2 separate regions of the Oryzias latipes genome follow, and region 1 is linked to region 2. A link is a contact called in public Hi-C data. All regions are on one chromosome and are shown on one strand. The core of a region is the stretch at or near the end of the contact, and the rest is flanking DNA. Distances in the headings are between cores, read along the strand shown. Region 1 holds the start of nek1 (serine/threonine-protein kinase Nek1). Region 2 holds the start of pdgfra (platelet-derived growth factor receptor alpha).

Region 1 (3,585 bases), core at 330-2,829, 510 kb before region 2:
ATTTTTATTGTGATGTAGAAACTGAATGGCCACCAGCTTCCTGCTCTGCTTCATTCTGATCATCCACCTGCAGACCAACAGATCCATGAACGTCTCTGTTTTCCTGGTCTGAGCTGGAATCTGGATCAGAACCGGACAGATGGACAGATCTGATTTCGCTGCCATTTTTGTTGCACCGCTAACATTAGGTTGGGGGCGTGAGGGGCTGTAAGGTAGCAGGAGAGAGTGTAAACAAAGGGTTGTTGGGAAATCAGCGGAGGCTTACTTCCACGCCAACAGTCCCGCCCACAACTCAGAGGTGAATTTTGAATGAATTCTTACCTCGCTGCACAACTTTTGTCTGGAAGACGACAAAGATTTTTGGACTTTGGCTCAAAACTGTAGAATCATAATTGAAAGACCACTGGGAACACTTTGAAAATTTATCAAAATATGAATGGAGTGGGAATTTATTCATGTATTCATCTTCTGCCGTTTTATCCCTTTCGGGGTCACGGGGCTGCTGGAGCCTATCCCGGCCACTTGTGGGCGAAGGCAGGGGACACCCTGGACAGGTCGGCAGTCTGTCACAGGTGGGACTTCAACGGATCTAATTTTGAGCAAGCATCAGAATAGGGCGGAGCAGGGGGCTTGTGGCTCGCCACCTGTAGCAGCTACATCACAGCCCCAAGCTTATTCCACATGCATCTGCTCCTGATTCACAACGACTTGAATAAAGAAACACTCAGAAATGCAATTTTAAGCTTCATTTTCTTTATACATGTCCTCCATCACTAGAAAGGGCACGAGAACTCTTAGACTCTTTAGATGATCAGGTGATCTCTGAACTGTCCATACCTTCAAATGACTCCTTATACTGGACAATGTTGGGGTGACTCATGTTGGCGAGAACAGACACCTCTTTCCGAGACTCCCGCCTCTCTTTGGTTGACATCTGCCAAAAGCAACATGGATGTCATTAGAGTCAGCCTACAGCACATGCTAAGGCTAATAGAAATCAACTCTTCTTCTTCTTCTTCTTTTTAAAGGAGGTTACCCCAGAGATGCCAATCTCCTTAATGACATACTGGCGTCCATCCTCTTTCGAGTTGACTAGGATGGCCTTCCCAAAGGAGCCCTCCCCGATCTGCTTCACGTTTTCGTACTTGTCCATGTCACTGAAATGACCTGCTCCACATGCTGGCTCTGAAATGGCATCAGAAACGACTCTATGCCTTAAAAGCTTCCGATTTTAGAGCAAAATTTCGCTCATTATACTGAATTTCTTCCTAAGTGTGCAGAGAAGCAGGTGATGATGATGCGGACAGACAGAGACGCAGCTGCCAGATCATGGCTAACCTCACCAGAGGCTCCACGAAGATGAAAAGGGTTCGTTAAATAAAAGCCCCATAACAACTCAGAACATTTACTAAAACATCTAAACAAGCAAGAGTTTAGTCAAAGTCACAAACCGTCTGAAAATGAGCTTACCATCAGTCTTTTTCCGCTGCTATTTTGCCGAACGTCTGGTTTGTGCTAAAGCCACATATGCCCTGACAGCAATCCCCTTCCTGCATTCTGATTGGTCAGCTTCAAGAAGCCGTTCAGGGATTGGTTCATTTTAACTCTCATCATCTTCCTTGACAATTTCCCGCCTCCTCTCTGGATTTCCTCCCTCCCTCCTCTCTGGATCTGTTGCTGTGGACGTTTGTCTTAACAACTGGGTATGGCAGCCCAAAATAGACAAAAATAAGAACACCGGAAAAGCGCCGAACGAGCCAGTTATGAGACCGTTTCTGAAAAGACCCACGTTATTTACTTCTTGTGCACTTAAGTGTATACTTATCCCTTTAATTAGATCAAATTTAATCTTAGTTATATGTATAATTGATAAAAAGCAACCAGAACACATGTTTACGGACACCTTCAGTAGAAAATGTTGTCCATGCAAACAGAAATAATTCCGTTGTGCTTTCCTCTGTCTTCTTCTTTGCAAAGAAAGAGTTTTAAACAAATACATCAGAAAAGAGCTAAATCTTTTGAACCTATAGCCTATAAATACAAAGGTAAAAATAATCTTTGTTGGCACTTTGAATCATGATAATGGGCGATTCCAGAATTGGAATCACCCATATTTTGATGATAAGTAAATCTTCACCTTTCCAATTCAGTGCTACATATTCATTAATAATAGCTAATAAATTGTCAAAGGCTTGATTTTCTCAGCTTACAGGTCAATTGTACATTTTTATTACATTATATGCAGTGGGTCAAAAATGTGTTCAGTCAGCCACCAATTGTTTAAGTTCTCCCACTTAAAAACATTACAGAGGCCTGTAATTTTCATCATAGGTAAACCTCAACTATGAGAAACACAATGAGAAAAAAACAGCAAAAAAAAATTCTCCAATTTTTAAAGAATTCATTCGTAAATTATGGAGGAAAATAAGTATTTGGTCAATAAAAAAGTTCAACTCAATACTATTTATTTACCCTTTGTTGACAATGACAGCAGTCAGACGTTTTCTGTAAGTCTTCACAAGGTTTTCAAAAACTGTTGCTGGTATTTTGGCCCATTCCTCCATGCAGATCTCCTCTAGAGCAGTGATGTTTTGGGGCTGTCACTGGGCCACACGAGCTTTCAACCCCCTCCAAAGATTTTCTATGAGGTTGAGATCTGGAGACTGGCTAGGCCACTCTAGGACCTTGAAATGTTTCTCATGAAGCCACTCCTTTGTTACCCGGGCAACGTGTGTTTAGGATCGTTGTCGTGCTGAAAGATCCAACCATGTTTCATCTTCAGTGTCCTTGCTGATGGAAGGAGGTTTTCACTCAAAATCTGAGGATACATGGCCCCATTCATTCTTTCCTTTACATCAGTTGTCCTGGTCCGTTTGCTGAAAAACAGCCCCAAACCATGATGGTTCCACCACCATGCTTTACAGTAGGTATGGTCTTCTTTGGATGCAACTCAGCTTTCTTTCTCCTGCAAACAGTAGAGTTCTTACTAAAAGTTCTATTTTGTTTTCATCTGACCATAGGACATTCTCCCAATCCTCTTCTGGATCATCCAAATGCTCTCTAGCAGACTTTAGACGGGCCTGCACATGTACTGGCTTTAGTAGGTGGACACGTCTGGCCCTGCAGGGTTTGAGTCCCTGGCGGTGTCGTGTGTCACTGATGGTATGTAGGTATGTATTTGGTCCCAGTTCTCTGGAGGCCTTTCACCAGGTCCCCCATGGGGTCATGGGACCTTGGGGTGAAATCTAATAATTGCTCCCACAGGTGATTTCTTTACACCAAGCTGCTTATCTATTGCAGATTCAGTCTTCTAGCCTGGTGCAAGTCAACAATTTGGTTTCTGGTGTCCTTAGACAGCTCTTTGGTCTCCGTAGTAGAGTTTGGAGTATGACTGTTTGAGGTCGTGGACAGGAGTCTTTATATAGAAACCAGTTCAAACAGGAGCCATTAATACAGGTAACCAGTGGAGGACAGAGGATCCTCTACAGAAGAAGTTACAGGTCTGGGAGAGACAGAAATCTTGATTGTTTGTGAGTGACCAAATACTATTTTCCACCTAACATATTCTGTAAAAATCAGATGTGA
Region 2 (3,417 bases), core at 699-3,198:
AAGGAGGAGGAGGGGAAAGGTTTTCAGTGACGTTTAGTCCATTAGTGAATCGGGGTGTCGTGCGCTCGGCATCCACCTCTAATCTAAATCCAGGATGCGCCCTGGAGAAGCGCGCGCGAAAACTTGGAGGAGCAACCAGGAACACGGATGCAGTTCATGTTTAGTTTGCAGGGACAAGCATCTTTCATGAAGACTTCACCTTCCTGAAGACTCGGACTTCAGAGGCAGAGATCGGTGTAGAAACATGCATAGTATTCTGCATAAAAATGTAAGACAATCAAAGCTTGTTGAGAGCACCCCCCCCCCCCCGAGCTTTGCTAGAAAGATCTTTGACAAAAAAAATAGAGCATGTCCACAGATATTTTTCAATTTAATAAAAGAGTGCCCTAATAATTTTATAAGAAAATATTCCAATAGATAGCAACAACGTTAACAAGTTAAGATTGTAGATAAAGAGACAGACAGACAGACAGACAGACAGACAGACAGACAGACAGACAGACAGACAGACAGACAGACAGACAGACAGACAGACAGATAGATAGATAGATAGATAGATAGATAGATAGATAGATAGATAGATAGATAGATAGATAGATAGATAGATAGATAGATAGATAGATAGATAGATAGATAGATAGATAGATAGATAGATAGATAGATAGATAGATAGATAGATTAAAATTTAAATATACATTATGAATTAAATCATTTGGGACTAAAAAGGTTTTTGATACTATCGTGGCTCATCACAATGGTTGAGCTAGTTTTTGAAACCCCATACAAAAAAATGTGAAGTAGGTTACATGATTGTTTTTTTTAAATACATATATACTGTGTCAGAAATACCTTTTGACATTCCTCCTCAAAGCCCCTGGTGGTCAGTCACAGGAAGGACAAATGGGATTAAACAAGAAACTCTTCCGGTCCAGAAACAATAAAACAAAATATATGATGTCATTATTTTATTATCCTGGGTTACAGAGAAGTAAATTCTTGTTTTCAGTGAAAGTTGACATTCCCCTTTATCAGTAAAAACACAATTATTTGTAAAGGTTTTACCTGCATGGCTGTATTTAGTTTTTTCTCAGAAAACCCATCAGAAGGTGGAGCTTCAGCCCAGTTTGAGGTAAATTTGCTCTTCTGAGGCTGAAGTTCTTTGTTTGGAGAACAAGGACACAGTTCTTCTAACATGTGGAAGTGATTCCACCAAGAGGCTGCATACGCGGAGCGGAGGAGGGGGTGGGGAGTGGGCCCCGGGCCCTTGCCTCTACCTTTAGGTTTTTCTGGTATTTCTGTCCTGTACCCAGTTGGTCAATGGGATCCATTGTTCCCGCCCAAGAGTTTGGAGACTCGCACCAACTTAAGCGGTTCTGCTCATAGACTTGGTTATCTGGCATGCAACCAATTTTGTTTTCTGGTGATGAAAACGATGTTTGAACGACCCTGATGTTTGAAGTCTCTTTTCTGTTGTCAGATGTGTGGTGGATGTGTGCCGCGCTCCAGGACTGCGCGTAAATATGATGGTGTTGGAGCGCCCCCTGCTCCTCTGGGCTGCAGTGCCTGATTCCAGCTCCACACACTGGATCCGTTCACTTAAAAAATCTGATTCTACATGAAAAATAAAAGCTATAATTGCTGTACCCGTGCGTTTCGAGAAACAAATCTCATCTTTTGCATGCGCAATAAAGGATCATAGATTTTTTAAACAACAGCCACGTTGGACTTAACCCAAATAAAGGCTTTTAAAAGTTTTTAAATCAAGAAATCAGTGAAATCTGAGTAAACATTTCATGATCAAGACTCTTATTCTCACTTTGAAACTGGGTTCAGCGCTTCACCAGAAGGGGGGGGGGTGTATTTCCTGAGCGTTATTTACTTTAAGCAAGATGCTTTGCTTTTTCTGCAGGGGCTGGAGGGGGAGGACTGTAACGTTGAATCAGTTACAGGTCGCCGTGGCTGCAGCGCAGTTGTGAAGGCGGTCGCTGATGCGGGCGGAGGGTCGCGCAGACAGACGCTCGACAGCGCATGATCTCCAAGGATTAACGCCGCTGCAAAGGAGCCTTTTTTTGCGCCTTTTTACTCGCCTATTCATTCTGGATATCATCGCACTAAAGCAATAGAGAGGGGATTAGTAAAAGGTAACTGAGAGCTCTATTGAAGTAGTTTCATAACTTATTTAAAAATCATTTTAATCTATTGTAGTAGGTTTTTGTTTGTTTCGTTGTTGTTGGTGGTTTTTTTTTAGTTTTGCTACAATCTTATCTAATTACCGCAGTATCCTTTTTCTGTAAACCTACAAAAAGTTTATCAAACTTTATTGGTGAATCTGTGGAGCCTCCAGACCTTGTAAGTTGTCATAACTTCATTAAGCGATGATTCGTAAAGGTTTTCGCCGGTTGTCTGAAGTCCTCTCTCCGGTCCCCCATTTGGCTGAGCGGGAGACGTGGCTCACGCTGTTGGATAAAGGCGCTCAGTTCTCGCCTCACAGCTGGATGTTTCACCTCCAAGACAGAAGGCTCTGCTGCGGGGTGCTGCTTGTGTTTAATTGGGAACACATTGGAGTGCTTACGCAGCGCACTATCTTCTCCTCTGGTGGAATTTTGTTGGGAATTCAAGCGGAAAATCTTTGGAGTGAAACTTGATGGACATCCAAAAGAGAAATGAAACTACAACAAAACGGAAAAAGAGGAGCTGGGGTTTTTTTGGTGGTGGATCAGTGGGGGGTTACTACATTCTCCACCTCCCAAACCCCACTGCGACACCAAGGACTTCAGCAGCTAAGGAAAACAGATCTCTGCATCTTCAGCGATGCACCTTTCTCGCAGCCCCCACTGAAGCTGAAGCAGATCATCTTCTGTCAGCTGCTGCACAGATGGCCCCCAGCTCAGCACAGGCTGCCTCATTCTGATTCTGTGCATTTGCCGCTTGCTCGGAGAGCAGGGAGCTCAGCATGACAGACGCGCAGGGCACGCGCGGAGCTGGAGCGCCTCTGCAGTCTGTTGACGCTCACGAGATCTCCGCTAAGGACAAAAAGCGCAAACCTAATGTGCATTTCGTCAACTGATTCCCACGCATATATACTTTGTGTGCAGAGGGTGCGCTAATTATAGAGTCAACAAACCCAGACTCTTAATGGACTGTTCGAGCTTTTTGTGCCGAGCCTCAGTCGGAGGAGAACCGCAGCAACTACAAGAAGAAGTTAGAGGACACTGATGAAAGACTCCCAGAACAATGTCCCAAAACAAAAAGTCACAGAAGTGATTCAAAGTACGGATTAGACACAGAGAGCTGCGGTTTAAAGTCAGACAGAACCACAGTGTCCACAGTTCTGTGTTTTTCTCCATCAATTCGCACTGAAGGCGGTCTATCCTCAAATGATGGACTGTGTCGCCCTCTACCGGAGCATTTGTGCTC

Evidence for each region. Hi-C and Micro-C count contacts between places; a contact is called where the count stands out from the background.
Region 1: a Hi-C map of embryo shows a contact between it and region 2, with 3 times the contacts expected there. The contact joins the promoter of nek1 here to the promoter of pdgfra in region 2. A contact is called at or near these places in 3 of 5 Hi-C or Micro-C datasets (embryo and fibroblasts).

The regions. Positions count from the first base shown.
Region 1 is chr4:1,038,063-1,041,647 of ASM223467v1, reverse strand. It overlaps nek1 (serine/threonine-protein kinase Nek1), which reads right to left and starts at 1,579. Exons shown (of 37, transcript XR_002873127.1): 1 at 1,471-1,579; 2 at 1,037-1,185; 3 at 838-934.
Region 2 is chr4:530,342-533,758 of ASM223467v1, reverse strand. It overlaps pdgfra (platelet-derived growth factor receptor alpha), which reads left to right and starts at 1,948. Exons shown (of 29, transcript XM_004084773.4): 1 at 1,948-2,141.